Regions from separate parts of the Mus musculus genome. Here region 1 is linked to region 2. A link is a contact called in public Hi-C data. All regions are on one chromosome and are shown on one strand. Each heading gives the region's core, a stretch centred on a gene start, on an enhancer-like site or on the middle of the called end of the contact. The rest is flanking DNA. Distances are from core to core; before and after follow the strand shown.

Region 1 (4,426 bases), core at 741-3,240, 190 kb before region 2:
AATAGTTTGGCTACATATCAAGTTGCCTCATTACAGCAATTTCGCCAAAGAGTATGAAGGAAGAGCCACTTAAGTTTATGAGCCACATGACTATTACTAGTGGGTGTATGATAAAGTAGTAGTATCAAATAAACAGGAATAAATAAGAAACTAAAATAAATTAGTATGTTTTATGATGAGCTAGATTTCAGAGACTTAATTAAAATAGTCTCCCTTATAGCAACTATTTAAGACATTAGTATGTGCTTAGATATATGTTCAGTGTTATGGTTTGTATAGCCCAGGGAGTGTCACTATTAGAAAGTGTTGGAGTAGGTGTGTCACTGTGGATGTGGGCTTTAAGACCCTCATTCTAGCTGACTGGAAGCCAGTATCCTGCCATCAGCCTTCACATGAAGATGTAGACTTCTCAGATCCTCCTGCACCATGATGCCTGGATGCTGCCATGTTCTTGCCTTGATGATAATGGAGTGAACCTCTGACCCTGTAAGCCAGCCCCAATTAAATGTTGTCCTTATGAGAGCTGCCTTGGTCATAGTGTCTGTTCACAACAGTAAAACTTTAAGACATTCACCAATAAAGAAATGAACATAAAATATTCCATAATCAGAAATTTTTTTTATGTGTTCGTGTTTGTGGTGTGCATGCATGTATGTGCACATTCACTAGTGTGTATTTGGGTCTGTATGCATATGTGTGCACTTGTGTGTGGAATACAGAAATTGAAATGTAGTTTCTTCTTCTATTTCTTTCTACATAGCTTAGTGAGGCAACGTTTCTCAGCTAGCCCAGAGCTCACCACTTCTGGCTAGTCTAACTAGACAGCTTGCCTTGGGGATCTCCTGTTTCTACTTCTGGAGCGAACACGCAAAGCCTCGGTGCCTGCTCAGCCTTTATGTTGGTTCTGGTCACCTGAATTCCACTTCTCTTCTTGCAAAGCAAGTGTGCTAACCACTGGGCAACTCTTGTTGCCCACAGCTGGGTAAAATTATGTACATAGGTTACGAAAGGAAATACCTTTAATCAGTGGGAGGAGAGAAATTTTATTTTTCTCCCTTTGATTGTTTTTGGAATGTTTTCCATCGAACATCTTTTACTTAGTAGGAAAATTCACTGAACCAAACAGCCTGGAGTCTTCAGTGTCCCTGTGACCAGGGTCATCTGATGCTTTTCTTTTTTAGTGCCGGCTTCCTGCAGGAAACACAGGGACTGTTTTAGATGGACAGCTTTATTCTCCTCTGAAGGGTCCCTGGTGGTATCTGTTCTCACAGAGAGAAAGTTTAAAGGTTTATTTCAGAAAAGACTCTTGTCATCTATCCAGTTGGGCACTTAAATTGATTCTTGGCTTTATTTCCAGGACGGAGCAGACATTTTCCTCCGAGATTTCCTCCGTTTATGCTCAGAAGCTGCTGGTATGAGCAGATGGTCCCAGGGATGCAGGCAGTAATTTGCTGCCCTAAACTGATCCTCACGGAGTGGCGCCCACTGTTGCATTCACTGCCTGTTTTTCAAGCTGACCATGATCCCTCCCACACATCCATGACCCCCCCCCCCCGGCCCAACCCTGGTCTTCCCTAAACATTTCCTGTACTTTAAATTATATGGGCCTAAGACAGAATATCTGTGCATATCTCATAGAGATAATGTTCAGCTTTTACTAAAAGGAACAAACATTTCAAAGTCAGAAAATTCTATTCTTGTATTCTTTCTTTCTGTTGGTTGGCTTATTTTACATTTGTTTATTGCGTGTGTATGAATGTTTTTCCTGCATGTATGTTTGTGAACTCTGTGTGTGGGGGCCAGAAGAGGGCGTCAGATATCCTGGAACTGGAATTGTGGACAGTTGTGAGTTGCCGTCTGGGTGCTGGGAAGAGAACTTCTGCAAGAGCAATATGCACTTTTGACTGCTGACCCTGCCCCCCTTAGCCCTCAGTGGTGTTTTAAATTAATTTTTGGTATACACGGTTTTTCTTTGGTTCATGTGGTTCTCACTGATCTGTCTCATACTTTCCCCATTCCTCTTTCTGTTGTCACCATGAGTCAGTTCTCTGAGACCTTAGTCTGTTGCATTTCCGGACTAAAAGTTCTGCTTGTCTCTATTTCATGTCCTTTCCCCACCTCAGATTTTCTAACTCCTATTTTCTGAAGAATTTATGACATTTACATAGGAATATTTTTTATACTAGCTTATCTGCTGCCTTTGTCCAAAAATCTCAGCATCTTAGTCATTTTCCTGTTGTTCTTTGCTAGAATGACTTTTCCAAACAGTTTTTTTAAATTGTTTTTAATTCTTCTTACACTTCCCACAAGCATTCTGAATCATATTTCAGACCCTTTGAAAATTACAACATGAAATTGAGTCTGATTTAATTTCTATAAAGACAATTGTTTTGTATGTAAAATATTTTATATGTTCCTTGAGAATCCCATGCCTGTGTATAATATATTTTAAACATATCTCTTCCCCAGCATGCCATGTAGCTCCTCTCTGAGCCTTCACATCCCCTCCCTCATGTCCTTGAAAACAAAAACACCCACTGGGTCTAATTAGAGCTGTTCCTGCACGGTTGGGTGTTAGGCCACCCAGTGATGAACAGGCCACTTATCAGGGATCACACTCCTGACAAACAAGTAACTTACCTAGTTGACTTCAAACCACAAATTCAGAACAACCTTCTGTAAGGACAATGTCAGTATTAGGTCCCTCTATGAAGGCTAAGCAGAGCTCATTGGGTCTGCTCAGGTCTGTGTTCCTAGTCGCCAGTTTAGAAGTTAACTAGCAGTCAGTATCGTGATATAATTTTTAACATCTGTGGGTTCTGTATTTGCTTTTTGTGGCCGTGACAAGCACGTGAGAAAGGCAGACTCAATTTCATACTTTTCCAAGTGTCTGGAAATTACAAACATTAATTATCCCCCAAACCTCATGAGTCAATAACCTCACCATAACTGGATCCATCAGTTGGGGATCAAGACTTCAACACATGAGCTTTTGGGAACATCGCATGGAATCTTTACAGTTTATTTCTCAGAAGTCCTACCTTATGGTATAGCTTGATAGGAGCACAAGGTTCTGAGCACCCTGTTTTCTTTCCTAATCCCTGCCATGTTGAATCTTTTTGGTGGCTCCTAACTCGGGGACTCTCTTATTCAGTCTTATAGCCATAAGTAGAAGTTACAGTTGGACCATGGTCACGTCTCTCCTGTGACTTTAGTTGCTCCTGTGACCAGGAAGAGAGAGGCCAGAGAGACAGAAGAGCACAGCACTGGCCTGCCTTATCTGGACATCCACACTCCTGTTGCAGAGACTCTATCCTTTCCCCTCAGAGTCTTGGATGCTTTCTTTCCCATGCTCAAGCCTGGGTGGCAAACCCTACATGGTACAATGGCACTTCTGCAGCAATGTGAGTCAAGTTTGTTTTAGGTAAACCCAATTTCTCTCTCATCCTTCTCTCTCTCATTCTCTCATTCTCTCTTTCTCTCATTCTTTCATCCTCCCATCCTCCCATCCTCCCATCCTCCCTCTCCCTCTCCCCCCTCTCCCTCTCCCTCTCCCTCTCCTCCCTCTCCCTCTCCTCCCTCTCCCTCTCCCTCTCACTCTCCCTCTCCCTCCCTCTCCCCCTTCCCCCCCCTCTCTCTAATACACTCACACACACACATCTCTTGGTAATTAGATCTTTTTAAAAAGGTATTTGTGGTGGTTTGAGTGAAAATGGCCCCCATAGCTGCAAATAGTTACATGTCTAGTGCTCAGTTGATGAATTGTTTGGGGAGGATTTGGAGGTGTAGCCTTGTTGGAGGAAGTGTGTCAGTGGGGGTGGACATTGAGGTTTCGCAAACCCATGTCATTTCCAGTTAGTTCTTTCTCTGCCTCATGCTTATAGATCAGGTTGTAAAGTGCTTAGCTTCTGCTGCAGAACCATGCCTGCCTGCCACCCAACTCCCTGCCATAATGAATGGACTAACCCCCTGAAACTGTAAGCAAGCCCCAATTAAATTCTTCTTTTTGTAAGCATTGCCTTGGTCTTGGTATCTCCTCATAGCAATAAAGCAGAGGCTAAAGCAGGGTATCCTAGTTTATGATAACAGCTTCTGGGCACTGTCTTAGTCAGTGTCCTGTTGCTGAGAAGAGACATCATGACCAAGGCAGCTCTTATAAAAGGAAGCATTTAACTAGGGCTGGCTTACAGTTTCAGAAGGTCAGTCCTATGTAGTCATGGCAGACAGCATGGCAGCATGTAGGCAAAGTAGATGAGTTCTACAGGATCTGCAGGCAGCAAGAAAAGAGAGCCATTGAGCCTGGCTTGTGGTTCTGAAAATCTTAGAACCCATCCCCAGTGATATTCTTCCTCCAACAAGGACACACCTCCTAATCCTTTCAAATAGTGCCACTCCCTGGTGACCATGTATTCAAATCTATGAGCAT
Region 2 (4,516 bases), core at 906-3,405:
GGTAAGTAACTGGCAATGGAACAAAGCATGGATGCCACTGAAGTCCAACTTAGTGCACCAGCGAGCTTTATTGGGCTTACTAATGACTCAGAAATGACTCAGAGACAGCTGCATCACCAAGGTCACTCTGCATGGGTGGTGACAGCTCATGAAAGCTGGAAACACAGAGTGTACTATAAAACCTGTAGGCAGCTCAACGGTTCAAAAAGTATCTTTTCCTGGTAGCTCAGTCGGTCCTAACCTCTTCCAGGCACCTTGGCTGATCTCTGTTTTTTTTTTTTTTTTTTTTTTTTTCAGGCAGTTCATCTGATGTCTGCTTTTGCCAGGCAGCTTGGCATGTCTGGGTACCAGTCTCTATGTTTTTCAGGCAGGTTGGCTGGTCTTAGGGTGTCTCCCAACAGTTCTCACTGCTGGTATTCACTTAGGGAGGGAAACGCTTGCTTAGTGAATCTGCTCAGATTCGAAGACATCCTGGATCCTTAGAGTTAACAGCTAAGCATATGGATCTTCTCTGCAGGAGGAAAGGTTTCCCTTCTCTTTATAACAGCCTTTGCCTCAACATTTGACAAATGAGCTTCCCCCTCAGGATGACAGGCTATATCTTCATGGAGCGCACTGTGCAGTGCTTGGAGACATTGTAAGAATATAGATTCAAGTTCAGGTCTTAGGTAACTCTGACCCTGGTGATCCAGAATCCACACTTAAAGAGTTAAGACCCTAAACTCTGTTATGTTAAGGTAGTGATTACCTTGCCAAGCTCTGAAGTTCATGGAAGTGAACCAGGTGACATTGCTGCTATTACTTGTCTCACACTGGGAGAGACAAAAGGGATGCCCTTCTTCTTTTCTTTTCTGTTCAGTACCTCTCAGCATAGTCTCCTCACTATGTTCCAGAACATTCTGAGATGTGTCTTCTTTTCTTTCTGTTCTCACAAGTTTTCATTCATCTTGTGATATTGTGAAATCCTTGAAGGAAAAAAAAATATGTTGCCTGTTCATCTTGGAATAGTCAATAATTAATTGGCGACTTAAATTAAAATAAATTTGATTTTGAGGCATTTACCATCTTTTGACCTATATACTCTATTTCTAGAAGCTTTGGCACTGCATGGGATATCAGTATAAGCCAAATGTTTGATCCCAGTATAAGCTCATGGTTTGATGCCAGCACTGAAGAAACACAGACTTGTACATGTCTGTGAACACAAGGCCATCCTGGCCTACAAGGTGAATTGAAAGCCATACTTGCAGAGAAGGAGGCTGCTAAAATTGTGTCTGCAGTTAAGAAACAGAGAACAATCAGGAAGTCACTGTAAGCACTAAAACCCTAAGCTCCATTCCTGTTGCTCACTTCTTCCAGTAAGCCTTACATTCTCCAGATTTCACACCCTCCCCCACACCTCCACAGCCTGGGCATCATGTGGTTAAAAGCATGAGCCTGTGGAGGACCATTTCACACCTCAGAATCACAGCAGAACTGAATAGCCCATTGCCTTGATAATTATTACGTAAATTGAATAATTGGTTCCTAAGGTTTTCCTTTTCTTTAAACTTAACTTAAGGTGTTTGTATTTTAAAATCACTGAGTATCACAAGTATTGTGTTCAGGAGTTATCCCTTTTTCAGACATTAAGGTCATTGGAAGGTCAGAAAAACATGTTAGCTTCACTTAGGAAATGATGGATAAGAGTCATGAGAGCGGAAACCCGAGAGTCAGTGGACATTTAAGATGTGATTTTTTTTTTTTTAAATCCTTGCTTCTTGGTGCCTTCTTTAGGCCAGAGGCTGCAGCAGCATCTAAGAACTGTTACAGATGCATATCTCAGGCTTAACCCCTGAGCTTTTCATCTGGAACCTGCATTTTGACAGGATGGTCCTAATGTTAAATTTAAGAAATACTGGATGAAGGGAGAATAGGTGTCAACTAGACCTACAGCTGACTTTGGGCTTCTTTCTTGCATTCGTTAAGGGGTGTCTGGTTTCTGGCAGGATGGAGGCAGATGCTCCTCACAGACAGAACTCCATCACGACCAGATACCTGGACCACAGCAGAGCTCTGTCATCTGGTAACAGCCTTCTTCACAGCAGGAGTGAGGATCTCAAAGAGTCCCAGCTCTGGGTCGAAGGAATGGTATTCTGAATGAGATGGCGAGGCTTCAGCTGTTAACCAGCAGGAGGCTGCTGCTTCTTGACAGCATGAAGGGCATCCTGGGTCCACCTGACTGTCTGTCTGGGAGCCACTTGTCACATAAGAGCAGAAAGGAGAGTCGCTGAGAGTCACTGCCAGGACTTAGTTGGCATTACCTTCTCATCTATAATCATTGGGATCCTCTGAGTGAGGTGTGGGGTTAGAGCTGCCGGTAATCACGTGCCCTGTTATCTCCCCCCCCCCACCCGAGAACGAGGATTGTGAGCCTGAAGTTAACCATAACAGTGGCCTCTGACTTGTGAAAGATAAGGTAGTTGGCAGAATGTGCTATTTGAGTCTTGGGAGTCTAAAGAAGAATCAGTGAGGGAAAAATGGATATTATTTTGTTTTTTTTTTTTAAAGCACTATGATCCTGGTCTTTCTATTTTAAGAATAAAAATGGCAGAACCCAGTCCTAACTGACATCCCTTCATACTCCTTCAGAAATCACTAAAAAGACTTAATATTCTCTTAGTCTCTCAGTGCCTTATTATGTACAGTTTTCATTCATCTTACCATTCATTTGACAAATATTAGTGGAGCAATAGATATTCAGTCACTGATGGCCAAGGAAATCCATATGAATTGGCAGAGTGATTTCCCTTGAGGCTATACTATGTTCAGTAATGGTGATAGACATATCAAGAGACAACACATTGTCGTCAGAGCTCCATACATACTCCCTAATGTGTGCACAGGTGGCTATGCAACCTAATGTGTGCATAGCTAAAACTGATAATAATGTGGCAGTGGCATTGGGACTGCTAACACACATTCACATTTTTTTAACATGTCAGGAACTGTGTCAAGTACCTGCTACTACTCAACTCATTTGGTTTTTATGATCCTCCTATGAAATAATTATTACTATTCAGATTCTCTAGGGTAGAAGCATAACATGACCACGTACTTTATGAACAATCAAGTTCAGTCAAGTACATATACAATCAAGGACAGCGCAGGAAAGCTTCAAACCTAATACAATTGTGTTTGGAGCAGAGCCTAGAGATATAAAACTAAATGCGCTAATTCCATCCGAATGAGTGTTTATGAGAGGAATGCTGGTTCAGGATTGGCACTGGATATAGGAAGAAATGAAGGGTCTGTTTCTTTTATCAAGAACTCAACACCAATAAGGAATAAACAGACATGCATGCTTGTGTGTGTGTGTAAACTTCTAATACAAAATATTAAGGGAGTAAAGTGAAGGAATAATGAACTATATTGAGATGTGATGAAATATATCTATTGAGTTGTGCCAGGACTAAGTTAAATTCTGGTTAATGAATAAGAACAGACCAAAGAACCAAGAGAAATGATATTTCAAGCAGAGGGGGAAAATGATGTAAAGCACAAAGTCATGGTCAAGAATATATAGGAGATTTTTTTTTCTCACAGTGTTGCTAAATATCCTCCCTATGTCAGAGCTGCAGGACTGGTGGTCACACCTGTAAATGGAGCACTTCTGAGAAAGCTCTGGAAAGATGAGACATTCAAGATCATTGTTGATTAAACAGTGACTATTCTCTGAGATGATGCAGTGGGTGAGCCAGCTTGAGCTATGTGAGACTCTGTCAGGAGAGAGGGAAGGGGAGGGAAGAAGAGAAAGGAGAGGAAGAGGGAAGAAGGGACGGAGGGGGACAAAGAGGATACACCTTTCACACGTTTTACACAAGCTATGAAATAATTAAAATGTTGAAATCTGTAGGAAAGGTGACCATCCCTCTTCATGTCACCTGTATGAAGACAGAATCTAGAAAGGACTTGCTAGGAAAATATTTTCCTCACCTCTTCAATTTCTGGACCCTAGAAAATTGTAGTGAAATGTGAAAAGATAATATGCACAGAGAGCAGAAGAGAATGGTTGGAAGCCTAGGACAATGTGTTCATACGAAGACAGTAAATGTGTTAAATAGCAGAACCTGCTGATGCAGAGTGGAAGAAGGCCCAGTGTGACAGAGTCTAGAGTCACCCAGGAGGTAGGCTTCTGAGCATGTCGGTGGGGGATAATCTATGTTGCATTGTGGTGGGAAGAGATGTCCACTATGGGTGGTACCATCCCCTGGCTGGGATCCTGGGCTATGTCAGTGAGAAGGGAACTGAACAGTAGCACGCATCATTTTTTGCCTCCTGACTGTGGACATGGTATGAGTAGCAGCTTCAAGGTCCACACTGTGATGGGTTGTGCACTGGAACTGTAAGCCGAAATAAGCACTGTCTCTCTTAAATGGTGTTTGTCAGGACATTTTTATCACAGCAAAAGAGAAGAAACCAAAATACTCAGTTTATACTCCAGGGCAAGCAAGCAGGATATAGCTCAAGAGTACCT

Evidence for each region. A called contact is a pair of places that touch in the nucleus more often than the background predicts.
Region 1: a contact with region 2 is called in a Hi-C map of cerebellum, with 1.6 times the contacts expected there. The contact joins two enhancer-like sites. A contact is called at or near these places in 8 of 484 Hi-C or Micro-C datasets (cerebellar granule neurons, cerebellum, cerebral cortex and 2 more) and 1 of 115 datasets of contacts at active chromatin or transcription factors (embryonic fibroblasts).

What each region holds. Positions count from the first base shown.
Region 1 is chr9:113,016,680-113,021,105 of GRCm38.p6, reverse strand. No RefSeq gene overlaps it. Among named protein-coding and RNA genes, the nearest start is that of Gm36251, 100 kb to the left of the region's middle. Within about 2 kb of position 1,990, at least 14 of the 459 cell types and tissues checked have an H3K27ac peak or open chromatin away from gene starts, as enhancers often do. A contact at or near this core is called in cerebellar granule neurons and cerebellum, where this site is marked.
Region 2 is chr9:112,824,405-112,828,920 of GRCm38.p6, reverse strand. No RefSeq gene overlaps it. Among named protein-coding and RNA genes, the nearest start is that of Gm36251, 300 kb to the left of the region's middle. Within about 2 kb of position 2,155, at least 7 of the 459 cell types and tissues checked have an H3K27ac peak or open chromatin away from gene starts, as enhancers often do. A contact at or near this core is called in cerebellar granule neurons and cerebellum, where this site is marked.